Linked DNA regions of Mus musculus: region 1 is linked to region 2. The links are chromatin contacts, called in public Hi-C maps. All regions are on one chromosome and are shown on one strand. The core of a region is the stretch at or near the end of the contact, and the rest is flanking DNA. Distances in the headings are between cores, read along the strand shown. Region 1 has its middle 27 kb from the start of Gm32769. Region 2 holds the start of Aldh1a2 (aldehyde dehydrogenase family 1, subfamily A2).

Region 1 (7,425 bases), core at 2,993-5,492, 180 kb before region 2:
TCTCTGTCCTCAGTGAATTTGCAGCCATCCTGAGATCTTCTCTGAGCTGAGCCCAGGGAAGCCGCGCTGGACTGCAGGAAAGCTATAACTTCCCTCAAGTTACAGCTAGTCCATGTAGCTGAGAGTTACATTCCAGATGACCCCAAGGATTCCAATGCCCCAAGGGATGGGCTTAGTCTCTAGGTGTGGGGTTCCCGTTTTTCCCCTTTGGCTACTGTCCTTCTTCTGGAGGGGTTGGGAGCCAGTGAGGGGAAGGCACAGAACCAGACAGCAAATATTCAGGCTTTGTAAAAAGAAGCCATAAACAACACAGAAAAGAATAAACATGGCTGTGTTAAAACAAAGCTTTGCTTAGCTGGTGGGTTGTAGTTCTCCAGGCCCTTCTGCATGCTGACAGGCTTCCTACGGTCCCCAGGTGAGCTGGAGATGTAGTGCAACTGAGAGCTTGCTTTGTACTCAAGGCCTTGGTTCTATTTCTAGGACGGCACCAACCAAGTATGGTGACATAACCTGTTATTCAGAAGACTTTAGAGGTGGAGGCAGGAGGACCAAAAGTTTAATATCATCCTTGGCTACAGAGTCAGCCTGGGTCAGCCTGGACTACATGAGATCTGGCTACAAGACAGAATCACCTCCCCTCAACCCCACAGTGATTCATCACTTTGTATCTGTTAAGATGGCTACCATCAAAAGAGTAGAAATATACATGAGGTCCTGTATCCAGTCCCCAGCTTCTGAAAAAACAAATAAACAAAACCCCCAAAATAAAAACTGGAAAAAATCAAATATTGGAGAGGATGTGGAGAAAATTACTATATGAAATTCAAAGTGTTCTATTCCCTTAAAATCTGCACAGTAGTTCTTTATATAACTAAAAACAGGGCTACCTTATAAGATTAATTATATAGTCACACTTGTAGATTATTCCCCAAAGTCAAAAGATCCAGGAAGAAGCAACTCAAATGCCACTTCCCCACCCCAACAGAGGTGCAGGGAGGCAGGTGGTGGTATACCCATTCAATGGGATTCTGACACATGATACAACATGGACATTACTCAAAATAAGCTATATGCAAAGTGTAAATACTGTATATAAGATATGGAGACCAAAAAAATAGAGTGGTGTTTCCCGGAGGCTTGGGGGAAGAAGAACGGGGAGCTATTATTCAATGGGGTGGAGTTTCAGTGCTGTGAGGTACAACATACCCTAGAGATGAAAGCGGGTGCTGGTTACGCAGCCTTAGGAATGCACCTGCTGTCACTGAGATGTCCACGTCCACTGTTAACATAGTAAACCATGTGTCAGGTGTGTTTTACCTCAATTAAGAACAGGAAAAGCTTCAAGTGATCCTTAGGGGCTGAGGAGACCGTTTAGTCCATAGACTGCTGTGAGCAAGTATGGGTTCCAAGTTCAGATCCTTAACCTCCATGTAAAAAGCTGAATATTGCAGTGCATGCCTGCAACTCCCAGCACCTCCATAATCAGGTAAAGCACACAGTTCCATTGCACAGCAGAAGAGCATCCAATGCCCAAGCTCCTGCAGTTGGTGCGGACTCACCGAGCACGGACAAGAGGCTAGGAACCCCGAAGGAGACTGGCCATGTCCACTCACCACTCCCAGCACACGGGGTGGTGTCTAGTCTGAAGGCAGAGGTAAAGGGTCTGACCACATGGATAGAGCATGCTGATGCCTCATATAAACCAAAGAATGAAAGAACTGAAAGTCTCAATTCTCCAACATAGACCTGTAAATAAAGAGGGAGGGTAGACCGTGCTCTGGGGTATCTTGCTTCCTTGTCTGCCCCTCTCATGTAGTGGCAGCCGGAGAGTTTGCGATGATTCTTGTTGGGTATCTGGTAACAACAATGAGAAAGGTAACTAATGTTCCTTTGTCTTCTACCCAGCTAGTCTTGCTGAATTGGTGAACTTCAAGTTCAGTGAGAGACCCTGATTGAGCAAGAATATACCATGCTGATCTCTGGCCGCTACATACATGCTTGCTTATATATGTATACACACACACACACACAGAGAGAGAGAGAGAGAGAGAGAGAGAGAGAGAGAGAGAGAGAGAGAGAGACAGAGACAGAGAGACAGAGAGAGAGAGAGACAGAGACAGAGACAGAGAGAGAGAGAGAATGATGAACACTTCAGTGTTGAAGAGCTGAGCATGCCTTTGGCCTGAGTTGTTGTTAAAGGCTGAGACAGAATTGCTTGAATCTAGGAGTTTGAGTCTAACATGGCCAGGATAGCAAGACTTGATTTCTGTACAGGGCTGGGGAGAAGAAAAGGAAGCTGAGCCACAGGAGTGGAGTCCCCTGCATGGACACAGTGACCTGCTCATCTCAAGGAACAGTCTCCATTGGAAAACACTTTAAGCTGCTGATGCCTGGCATTGTGCAATGCACTGGGTTGTGGCAGGAAGCAGGGTAGGTCACTGTGTCATGATGCTCCCATTCCTAGGCTGCAGGGCAAAACCACAAAATCAAGAGCAAAACACGGTGTGTTTTTAAATTGGGAGGAGTCTAGAGGGGATGCAGGTGACATTAGAGAAAAGGGCAGCAGCAATGCTAGTGTGATTAGAGAAGAAGCAACTTGGTGCCACTCAGGGAATACCTTCCAATCCCTTCCCCTTCCCTCCCATGCTCTCCTTCCCCCTCCGCTCTTCTCCCCTTCCCTCCTCTCCCCTCCCCCTTTCCCTAACTCACTCTCCCCTTCCCTAACTTACCCTCCACTCCCCTAACTTACTCTCTTCTCCCCTCCTCTTCCCTTCCCTTCTCTCCCCTCCCCTCCCTTTACCTTTCTCTAAGGCCCCTCCCCTCCCCCTCTTTCCATTTTGTCCCCTTCTCCCTCCCCTCTTTTCATTTCTCTCCTTTCATAAACGGGCTGTGAAGCTTCCACTGCAACTAAGGAGGAAGAGGCCACAATAAAGGGAGAGAACCCTACAGTAAAGACACCCACTGCATGAGACGCCAGTGGAAAGAGCTGGAAGAACGGAGGGAGGCTAGCAGGCCAAGTAGGGCAGGAGAGGCGTGTGAGGAGGGCTAGCACCCATGGTCCAGAATGGGAACTCGATTCCAGGGGCTATGTAAGTCTGTGAAGATTTCTCCATCTAGTGTCCAGCCTTGCCTCCCCTCTCCTCCCCTCCCCTCCCCTATGGAAATCTCCCAAGGGAAAGATCCCTAGGGCTGGTCACAACTCACCTCTGCAAACCATTTCTATTACCCATATGGAAAAAATCTAGCCAGCATATTTGAGAAGTTATAGGATGTACATAGTTTTTTCAATGTTTCTTTTAGGGACCATAAACTTTCAATTTTATGATGAGTTAATATTGATTCTGGGCTGTAAACAGCGGGGCCAGTTTGATTAGAAGAGTGGCAGTTTAGTACCAAAAAGGGGATAAATGCTTTCCCTTCTGGTCTTTCCCTCTTTTCCCACTCTTTCCTGTCCCTTCCAGCCCCACTTCCTCCTCCCCCCCAGAATCATAACATACTCAGATCTAATGTCCAGCTCATCCTCGGAGGTCAGTATGGCCTCCAAGGGTGTCCGTGCACCCCTTGGAGCTCACAGTCTGAAGCCAGGGACAGATTTCAGTTTGATGCTAGCTTTAAATTTAGCCAGGTCCTCCACATCAGAACGTCCTGGGTGGGAAAGGACTCCTGAAACCCACTAGAAGTTAACTGATCCCAGCTCCTCCCTTCCCCTCCCCAGCAACTCTCCAGGAACCTAGTATTTATTTGCAGGGCCCACAACAGGAAGGCCGGAAGCAGGGAAGTGCTGGAAGCGGGGAGTGACAAACTCACATTCTAAATAGAACAGTATTGAAGGAAAAAGAAAAGAAAAGAAAACCCAAATCACTCCCTCAAATGCCAAACAGCCCCTCTAGCAGGAAATGATAATTGGCTTTAGGAACGTACACCGTTTAGGGGAGTGCACCGGGCGGGTGGCTGAAACCTTGGTGTGAGGCCGGCAGGCTAGCAGAGAAGGGGCTGTAGGTGGATTGACAAGTTCCCCTTCCCTAGACTTCCGGGGTTGTGCACCTAGTTTTGAAATTTTCCAGGACATCCCAGGAAGGCAGAGATGTCAGTGGCTTGCACATGTAGGCAGGTGAAGGGGAGGACGGACACCAGACATTTTGCTTCGTGACCGCTCCAGTTAGAAGCTGTACTAGGCGCACATTCCACTAGGTGCTCCATGCTCTTTAGTCTCCAGGGTTGTTTATTGAGTCAGTCCTGTAGGCAGCCTAGGGCTGTGGCTTTGGTCATGTTCTGCTTCCAGATTGAAGAGTGTCATGCAGCTGTGGATCAGAGTGACCTGCCCTTTGCAGGAGGGGCAGAGAAATGACCGATCTTGCCCTGAGTCTGAATCAAGAATAGAGTAACAAAAATCCTGACAGACGTTGGAGATGGTCTTTGGAGACTCCCCCGCAGAGGAAACTGCCTGGAACCTTGGGGCAGCTGGTATTCAAAGCAGCTGACCAGGCCTCCCTCATCTCTGAGCTGCTGCAGGGTCATCTGATAAATCCATGACTGTGGCTTGCAACCAAGGACCTTTGATGTCAAAAGGTGACCAGGACAAAGGGGCTGGATGGAAATGAGAGCTTCTGCATATAGAATAAAGCACAAATTCACTAAGCTGCAGTCTCGGTTTCTTACACTCAAAACCTATTTTTCCCTCCTTAGATCTTCTTGCTTAAATTATGCAAATAGACCTCTTTTGGTCTCTTCTTGTCTCCCAAGAGACTGCCAGCATCATTACTTAGACTGTTTCCCAACTTCTCTGGAACTGTCAGTATCCTTAGCCTGGTAGATAAGGTCTGTCAACATCTGGTACCATTCTGACCTTGTAGCTTGCTCCTGATATCCTTAGATATCTAAGGACAGATTGAGTGGGATAACTTGCCTTTTCTTAGCATTAATGGGAAGGATCTGCTTCCGTGCCTGTGTATGCCCCACCCTCTCCCAGGACTATCTCCCCAGGCTTCTGTGTTCTCTGGAAGTTCTGTTTCGTTGGGAAGAATTCAGTTGGAATAGAATAGTGAATGTGAAGCCATTCCTGGCCATCTAGCAGGAATCAAGCTGGTCTCCTTCTGTCTTCCTACAGTTCCATCTTGTACAGTTATTTATTCCTCTGTCTTGACCTTGAGCTGGCATTACCCCTACCATACATACACCATGTATGCTCAGGAGCCCATCCAGGAGTCTGTGAAGGTCAGGATAGGTGTCAGATCCCCTAGGACTGGAGATATAGGAGTTTGAAGGCATGGGTGTTGGGAATTGAACCCAGGTACTCTGCAAGAGCAGCAAGTGCTCTTAACTGCATCTATCTCCACGCCTGCCTCTCCCCCATATGCCTTTTTGAATAAATGTCTTGGTGATAGTCTTAGATGGGATTGATGGAGGAGACTCAGAAATCAAAGAAAGCAGAAGCAGGCAGGCATCTCCAGAAGCAGAATTGTTTTTAATCAGAACAACCAAAGGACACTGGTCTCTCTGTGGGAGTGGAGCTAGGTCATTAACCCTTCAGGGCCTGTACTTCTTTCACAAGGCTTTGTAACAGGCGGCACTAAACAAATTCACTCTGAGTGACTTATTTGCCAGCTCTGGTCGATAAGAGTAATTAGTTGGGTTGGTTTCATCGAAAGTCAGTCCTCTCACCTGCAGTCTCCTTGTGAGTCTGCTTAGCAGGGCATATCACCCGAGTGTCCCCTCCTCCTCTCCCTCTCACATGGTCCACCCAGTTTCCAGCACTGTGACTAACTTATGGAAGAAAAGAGACGTACAGTTGAGTGAGTGCCTTTGTCCTTTTGTGCTCCTTCTGGGGTGAGTCCTGATTCAGACCCACTTCTGGAGTTTGTGCAACAGCAGAAAGGTTCCCTCCCCCCCCACCCCCTGTCCCCAACAATACAACTGAATGTCTAAAAGCTACGACCCCCCCCCCAAACTGTTCCACAAAATATGTTTTCTTCTCCTTGCCAAGTATGCTTTCATAGCCGGCATTTCCTCCCCTGACTCCCTCTAATGATGTGTATGTGTGCTTGTGCATGTGGAAACTCAGGGATGATGGTGGGGACCATCGTCATTAGCTCCTCCACCTTCTGCAATGAGGCAAGATCTCTCAGTCAAACCCAGAGCTCGTCGGTGTGACTCCTTCTGCTGTCTGGCTTACTCTGGATACACTGTGTTTCTGGCAAGGATGACAGACAGTTCTCTCAGTCTACCTGGCATGTAAATGGACTCTGGGGGAACTGAACTCCTGTCCATATGCTTGGGAGGAAAGTGCTTAGCCACTGAGCCATGTCCCTAGCCCCTAAACTTGCCCTTCTTTTCCTTCTAGTCTAGAAATAGATGGCTCAGGAAAGACCTCTGTAGACTTGCAACCTCCAGCCTGCTCATTTCTCATTCTCTGTTGGGTCCATCCTTTAATTGGAAGTTCCTCTTGTATCATAGCTGAAGTGCCCTACCCTAAAGTGCTGTCCTTGGGTACCCTTTAGGGTGCATGTCTCATTGATGCTCCCTGGTCTCTGAAGGCTAGACCGAGGATGAGAGCAGAGGAAGGAGTTCCTGGGTTCTGGGCGTCAGTGAATAATCAGGAAAAATTGTGTGGGCCTCAGGTATGTAAGATCTTTCACTTTATAAAAAGGAGAATGGCATGAGAGAGCTAGAAAGGGCCCAGAATAGGATCCTTCATGCCTGGCTCTGAAGAGTATCCTATTCTGGCTTTATTCTAGAACTCAGTAGACCCATCCAGAGACTAGGCAGGAAAAGCCCTGCCTTGGCTTCTTGAGCTGCCTCCTACACCATAGTGAGCATCAGCACCCAGAGAGCCAAGCATTGTAGCCCTGAGTGAATCAGGGATGCCAGTGACTCTGGATGCCACCCTGGCCACAGGGACAAAAAGCAGCCTCTTTGCAGGTTGTGGAGTTAATCTGAGGCCAATGCTTGGTTGTGGAGGTCTAGATGCTTTTCCCTTTCAGCGCAGTTTTGCCTCCCTTCCAATCCAGGCAGGCGGGCAGGACCCCTGAAGGCCACAGTCACTCGTACCTCTTTGAATGGAGCAAAGCTGGTGGCTGGCACTTTAAAGGAAGCAGAAGAATCTCTGCTAGAAGGCTCTCAAATGGGCTTCTGCACACAGCTGTGGCCGAGCTTTTGAAATATTTGCAGCCTCTGTCTTCCTGCTGTGAAAGCTTTGGCCCACAGCTCAGGCTCTGGGAGCTGTTTGCTATTCTGGGCAGTGGGTGTGCAGATGAAAGGGCAGATGGGTTGGGGAGGACTCATTCCCCAAACGCCCATAAAATTTTTGATCTTTGGCCCCTGCTGTAAAATGATTCTGGGAATGTGCTCAGCTGGGAGGGCTCAGGGCACCAAGATGGGGGACTCTTGTGGCTTCTGGCTAGAGCACAGGCCGCTCTCAGTGACACC
Region 2 (6,833 bases), core at 3,358-5,857:
GCTAGATGGATACTTTATTAGCAAAACAACCAAACAACCATGAGTAAGATCTGGAATGAAAGTTTAGGATGAGATCCATAATGGCAAGTCCAAAAGGGCAGAAGAGGTCAGGATCATGACCAAAACAATAACAAAAATAACAAGTAGTAAATTAAAGTCAATGAATCAAAAATTATAAAGGTGGTGCTGGAACTATGGCTCGAATGGTGGGAAGCACTTGCTGCTCTTGCAGAGAGCCTGGGTCTGGTTGCCAGCACCTACAGCAAGTGGCTCACAAGCTCCAGCTTCCAAGATCTGATACGCTTCCCTGGCCTCCTTAGATGCTCATACACATGTAGCGCACATACACGTACTCAGGGACACCTAAATACACTTAATGCATTTTGAGAAAAATTAAAGAGGTGACTGTTTTAAGTGGAGTAGATCAGTTTCATATTCTCCTGACTCCATTAGAAGTAACACAAAGAGTGAAGATTTTAGCTTTCCACATTAAAAAAAAAGGGGGGGGGTCATAAATAAGAAAAGAGTATGACAGGAATGCTCTGTTTTCAAAATTCAAGGCCAACTTCTCCCTTATCAATCATTTCTATTTTTATTCTCTTTCCAAGGCTTTTGCAGAATTAACATGTGTGCATGTGCGAAAAGTGTGAAGTAGAGCCATTGGCCCTATGAAAATGCAAGTGACGGTGCAAGTGTTCTCGTCACATTGACCAACTGATCTACTGCTATGTTGACAAGGAAATTCTGGCACTCAATCTTCCTAATAAGACTTTAAGTTCCTAGAAGGCAGATGTTCCATAATCCAATTTACACTATTGTTAAGAACATGGCCCCTCAAAATCCCTTTGAACTGAGTTGAAATTGACCCCAGAAAACAGAGTGCACTTATTAAAAGGCTATTAAATGAACAAATAAAATAATAAACAGTAGGTACCCAGATACACATTTGTCTGATTTTTCCAGTGAGCTGCCTTTTGTGTTTTCTCTTGTAGGTGCAGCAACAAATGCCCTCTTTGTGGACCCTTATACCCTACCCCACATCGCATCAAATACTGGGAGAACACAGAACCCTGTATGTTGCCAACTACGTACATTTTTCAGTTGCTCACTCCAAAAGTGAACCAGTAGAGCCAGAAGAAAAGATGTAGTCATTGAAAAAAAGCAGAAAAGTAAGTGAAATAAAGAAATTCTGTAAAGACGTGGAAATCTGCGAAAGGGAGAGAGAAAGAAGGCAGGGAGATCCTGGGACCCCACCCCGCCCTGAAGTCAGGGGCAGTTCTTAGGAGAATGCTAAGCCTTAGTTTTACAACGTGTATGCTCCCACAACACGGCTGGCAATACAAAAACCAGGCAGATGAAACAGAAATAACTCAGAAAAACTAACTGAGAAACACACAGCTAAATGCAATCAGACCAGCTATTGAGCAGTCTCAAAGAACACAAAGGAGCATACGTTCTCTCAGCTCCACACGGGTGCCCTCCATGCTTTTTTTATTTTTATTTTTTTAATACTAGTATTCTTTCTTGACTGTAAGTCTTGAAACAAACAACCCCCCCCCATTTCTTAGCAAGAATCATTTAAGAAACTGGGGGGTCTAGGTTCCTGTTTAAGAAGAAAAAGAAAATAGACATATTCCAAAGGCATTACAGTCATTTATCCTTAGTCTAAACTGGATACGAGAACTCGGAGCAAGCAGCAGGCTTATGTTATTTTTAATGGAATGCAATTGCCTAAAAGCCAATACAAAGCCACACACACGCTCTTTCAGAATGCTTCGAGGTTGAACTTTGCTTTTATAGCATTTTGTACAGAACCTTTGACAGAAAATGGCATTAACATAATATTGACTATTTTTTCCATTCCCTTGGAACAAGAAGTAAAAGGATGAAAATGGCAGATAAGTGCAGGATCACAAATGCAAAATATTCTAAGAACATATTTTTTAAAATTCTCATAATCTGACCAGTTATGTTGATCACTAATTAGTTTATATTCTTGTCAAATCACATAGAAAAATCATATTATAGTGTCATTCAATAAGAACATGTTTAACAAGACAAAATTAATTATAAATTTATTTGCTGCATAGTACCTTTATTTGATGCAAATGTTTTGTTTCCTCCTTTTCAACAGATTCCCAAGGCATAATATCTTTTAAATTTTTCCTAACAAATATAATAGCATTAAAGGATTGCCCATCTACCTTGTTCATCGCTCTGTTTGAAATTGCTAATACATTTCTCCCCACTTTTGATCATGAATGAATTTTTAAAAGACCTCCCAACTCTCTTTTGAAGAGAAAAGAAAAAAAAAAACTTAGGCTACCAAAAGAGCAGTCACTCTGTTCTTTCTGTTAAAATAAAATGAACTAGAACGGGTTGTTCGCAGTTCCTGTCTTAGAAAGTGTAGAAGTCTAACTAAAGAGCTGAGCACAGAAGCTGCTGGGAGCGTTCACAGATACCTGATTTTACAAGTTTTTGTGAAAGAGCTCGCCTGTAATGTGTGTTACTCCACCATTTATGAGGGTTGTTTGTCAAGACAAAATATAAGGCGCCTCCTCCCCACAAATTAAAGAATCAAGTTACAATCCATTATTTCATTTCTGATTGTTTTTCTTGGTAATAAGTGGGAAAGTGGATACTGGATAAAAGTCTTCATGGAGCTAAAAAGACTCCGACATTAAAGGCTCCAATTAGCTATAAATCAGTTGTCTTTCCTACTGGGGTAGAACAAGAGAGAGAAGAGAGGGGGTGGCTAGAGAAAAGGAGAATTGGAGGAGCTTCCAAATGAAATTCTGAAAAAAGATATCTACTGCAGACTTTCAGGGGCTGTTAAGATAATCTGATCAAAAGTAAGTGTAAAACAAACCCCCGGAATCACGTGTGGATCTTGCCTTTTAAGATCTCTAAAGCGCATCTGAAGAGGTTAGGGACCCTCATAAAACAAAACTTTTATGTGCAGGCTTCCCTGGCTTGTTCCTAAACCCGGAGATGTGCCACACACTGGCACTATTGTTATGCAAACAATGCCTAGAGGGCTATAACCATTAACGACCTCTCATTAAAATGGCTTTCAAAAATTTGTCACACCATCTAAAAGCTAACAGGTACATTAAATCCACATTCAAAAATACGAATCCTACAAATCCTTATTCTGAAACTCAATGCAACAAAAATTCAGAAACGATGTTTTTGCATTTCTCTTTCAACCGTAACAGTTGTCACATGCGAACAACTTAACTTCTCTGCTTTTCGCGTATAGTGTAATGCCCGCGATGGAACACTTATCAGCTGTATCGTGTGCGCGCGCTGCAGTTAACTGGCGAGAGTTTGCGGTAGGAATGAAAATCAAATTAAAAAAAAAAATTCTAAAATGAACTCTCAAGAAGTGTGGCTTTAAAGGCTACAGTCGCCTTTTTGCTATAACATTCAATCCCTTTGTGTATGTATTTCACAAATTTCCCCCGTGGATTTTTTTTCCCTGAGAACGGTGGAGTGGTAGGGGATCAAGTCACATGGGGCAGCAGGCGTGTATTGCTTTTTAATGCAGTTTAACAACAATAATTCGTGCTTGACAAACTAAGATGTCAGAATTCGTTAGGAAAAAAATCATTAGGCTTATCAGTGCAAAAGTGAGCTCGCTAATTTATGTGACTTGAGTTATTTTCCCTTTTTCTAAAATGTCCATTGCCTACAAAATCCCGAGGAAATCCTGGCATAGACCTACTGCGTCTCGGCCAGGTCCCCGCGAAGTCTGTGGGACTCCGGTCCTGACAACCCTTCAGCGACTCCGCTCTGAGGGAAGATAAGCCCGCGCGGCCGCGCACCTCCGGACCCGAGGGACCGCGGGGCGACACCGGACCGCAATGCCACCCTGGCGGTGAACCCCACTCTGCTCTGAGACCGAGGGACAGGGAGAACTGCACCCCGGTGGGCTCTGAGGAAACCCAGGGGAACACCCTCCTCAAGCCAGAGCCCGGACTGCTCTGAGGAGACCTGGGGGACCCCAGAGCCAAACTCCATTTGCTCTGATAAAACTTGGGGGCTCGCACAACCGGACTCCGGTCTGCCCTGAGCTCTAAGGGACCCCAGAACTAAGCCTCGTTCTGCCCTAGGGACATCTAGGACCGGACCCTAGCCGGCTCTAAAGAGTCATAGGGGACTCCAGAACCAGACCCAGGTCTGCTCTGGGAAATCCCACCTCCCCAGGCAGTCCCGAGGTCGTCACCACCGTCCGCCGCCGCTGGCGATCCCCGCGCTGCCTTCTGTTTGGGACCGGTTCTCCCAAGACGCTCCCTAAACCGGGGCGGGACTTGAGAAGCCCGCATCGCGGTCCCCGCGGAGGCGCGGAGATGACAGGCGACCTCCGGGCCCCCGGCCTCTGAAGGGATCCAGAGGATGCTTCCAGAAAGCGTCCGCCGGACGGCTTTACCTTGGTGTACTTGATCTCGAGGTTGGGCGTGGGCGACGGCAGGAGCTGCAGCGAGGCCATGAGCGCGGCGGGGTCGGCCTTCACCTCGCCCGGCATGGCGATCTCGCTGGAAGTCATGGGCGGCCACGGGTGGGTGTGCGCGGGGCGCTGCGCGGCCGGGGCGCGCTCGCTGTATATAGGCAGGTGTCAAGCGGGGGGCGCTTCTTATTGGACGTGCGGCCCACAGGCGCGGGGGGCCGGCCCAGGAGGACATTTGCATACGGCCGCGCGCGGCGCCCGCACGGTCAAGTCCGCGGCCCACGCTCCCGCGGGCGCGCCCGGGGGGGCCTCGACGGCCGGAGCGCAGCCTCGGCGGGACCGCGCTGGCCGATGGCAGCCCCGCGAGCCTTAGCGCTGGTCGGCCGGGAGGAGAGGCGCCCGAGCCGCGGCCCCGCCGAGCCCCGCGCCCTTCCTAACACTCGCTCTTCTCCTCCCCCGGGGTCCCGAGCAGCCCGAAAGAGCTTTCGCTCAGCCTTCCGCGTGGCGCGAGGGGCGCGTGGCCGCTGGGTGGGGTGATAGATGCTCCCCACACTCCCAAGGAGAACCTTCTGGAACCGCCGACGCCGCGCTGGCCCCCACCAGGCTTCTCAGCCCAACTGCTGCCCTCTGCCGGCCCCGCGGCCTAGTTGTGCCTGAGGCCGTGGGCTTCATCTGCCTTGGGTTGCCTGGATATTCCAGGTCTTGATGGTCTCCTTCCAGCCCTTTCCTTTCCTCTTCCCATCCACACCGGGAAACACTTGGGATTTTCTGTTGCTCTTCCTGTCAGAATCTCCGGGTTGAGCTTCCATCTCCATCCCTTCTCGTCTTACAAGCAGCCTTATAGTTGAGTAAAGATGGGCGCTGATCAGGAATCAGTAGCCTAGACAGTTCACTCCAGATAGCGTGGGAGAATCATTGGACCAATATCACGAGCCCATATAGATAGCTCTTTATAGGGCTTTCTGCCTCTATCCCCATGAAAATCCCACAGCCTTATCCAACCTGACTCTTCCTGTTTTTCTATGGAAGACTCTCAACTCCCAAGCAACTGCTTCGCTCTTGCTCAATCATTTCTTTGCATGTTGTTCACTACAAAACACTTACTTTAGATGTGTTCATTAACTAAAATTCCGTAAATGATTGGTGCTTAGATTCTGTGCAGACAGAATGCTGTTGTCTTAATTGAATTTGTGAGACAAGTTCCAGGCTCCGAGAACTCTTTATAGGGTATCTGCCTAAAGTGACCGAGCAAGCACTACGTCGTCGTCCTAGAGCAACAATACAGCCTAATTTAGGCAGTTGAAAAATTCCTATTCACAGGGAACGTTTATGGCCAAAGAGTGTGTCTTAATAACCGAATATACTCCTAAGAATCGCCTTTATTTAAGCTGTAGAAGACTGAGAAAGAATAAGAAGAATGGTGGGGAGGTAGCTCTGTAGGTAGAGTGCTTGCCTAGAACGCTGGGTTTAGTTGCCAGCACCACCTTGAACTGGGGTAGAGATGCATGCCTGTAATTCCCAGCATCCCACTGGATGGAGGCAAGAGGATTAGAAGTTCAAGTTCATCCTCTCTTACAGGAGAGAAGGAGCGAGGGAGGAAGAGAGGGGGGAAGGGGAAGGGGGTACAGAGGAGGAACGGAGGGAGGGACAGAGGAAGGGAGGGAAGAGGGAGGGAGGGAAGGAAGGAAGGAGGGAGGGAGGGAAGGAGGGAAGGAGAGAGAGGGAAGGAGTCTGTTGGGGAGGAGGATGATCTCAGGGTTTGGTGAAGGAAGAGCAAACACCCCAGCAAAAAAAATAGTTTTTGGTGCTGTTCTTTGTTTTGGTTTATTGTCGAAGTTGTTGTTTGAGGTGTTTTGTTGTTGTTCATTTGTTTTGTTCAAAGGTGTTTTCCCCATCTTCCAAGCAGGGCACCATGCTGGAGGTCACTTTAAGACAAGATGAAGAGCCTTGCTCCTGGGTAAGCTCACCACCTTTCCTGTAGATCTATAGATAACTGTCTGTAAGAGGGACAGCTCTCAAAAGTGGAGCAAAGACAAGACCTTGGTGCTCCACCTAAGTGGGAGGCCGGGTATCTAGGGAAGCTGACCTTTTGCCCTGCTTGTGGCTAGGGAAGTGAAACTTCACTGGTAGAGGTGGGAGCACTGCTGCCTCCGCAGAGGCTGCTGCAGCAGCAGCAGCTGAACAGAACTGTTTGGGAATGTTTCAGGGAGCATCGGCTGCAGCTGGAAGAGCAGCAAACGAGGCTGGTAAGTCAGTTAACTCCAGGTTGTGGGAACCTTAATGCTTCTGGGGAACTTAATGATGGAAGTACCGAAAAGCCATTAGAAGTCTTTGAGGAAGAAAGAAAAGGGGGAATCTTGTGGGCCGGATGGCTGAAAATGGT

What was found. Hi-C and Micro-C count contacts between places; a contact is called where the count stands out from the background.
Region 1: a Hi-C map of uterus shows a contact between it and region 2, with 3 times the contacts expected there. The contact joins the enhancer-like site here to the promoter of Aldh1a2 in region 2. A contact is called at or near these places in 10 of 39 promoter capture datasets (the 3T3-L1 cell line, the HPC-7 cell line, embryonic stem cells and 6 more), 5 of 484 Hi-C or Micro-C datasets (the AML12 cell line, cardiomyocytes and uterus), 4 of 115 datasets of contacts at active chromatin or transcription factors (craniofacial prominence and embryonic stem cells) and 2 of 9 other capture datasets (adipose tissue and embryonic stem cells).

Annotation. Positions count from the first base shown.
Region 1 is chr9:71,396,833-71,404,257 of GRCm38.p6, reverse strand. No RefSeq gene overlaps it. Among named protein-coding and RNA genes, the nearest start is that of Gm32769, 27 kb to the right of the region's middle. Within about 2 kb of position 4,242, at least 7 of the 459 cell types and tissues checked have an H3K27ac peak or open chromatin away from gene starts, as enhancers often do. A contact at or near this core is called in uterus, where this site is marked.
Region 2 is chr9:71,213,563-71,220,395 of GRCm38.p6, reverse strand. Aldh1a2 (aldehyde dehydrogenase family 1, subfamily A2) reads right to left here and starts at 4,607. Exons shown (of 14, transcript NM_009022.4): 1 at 4,433-4,607. The coding sequence starts at 4,549. Gm3458 (predicted gene 3458) reads left to right here and starts at 5,010. Exons shown (of 4, transcript NR_110518.1): 1 at 5,010-5,149; 2 at 6,357-6,407; 3 at 6,657-6,696.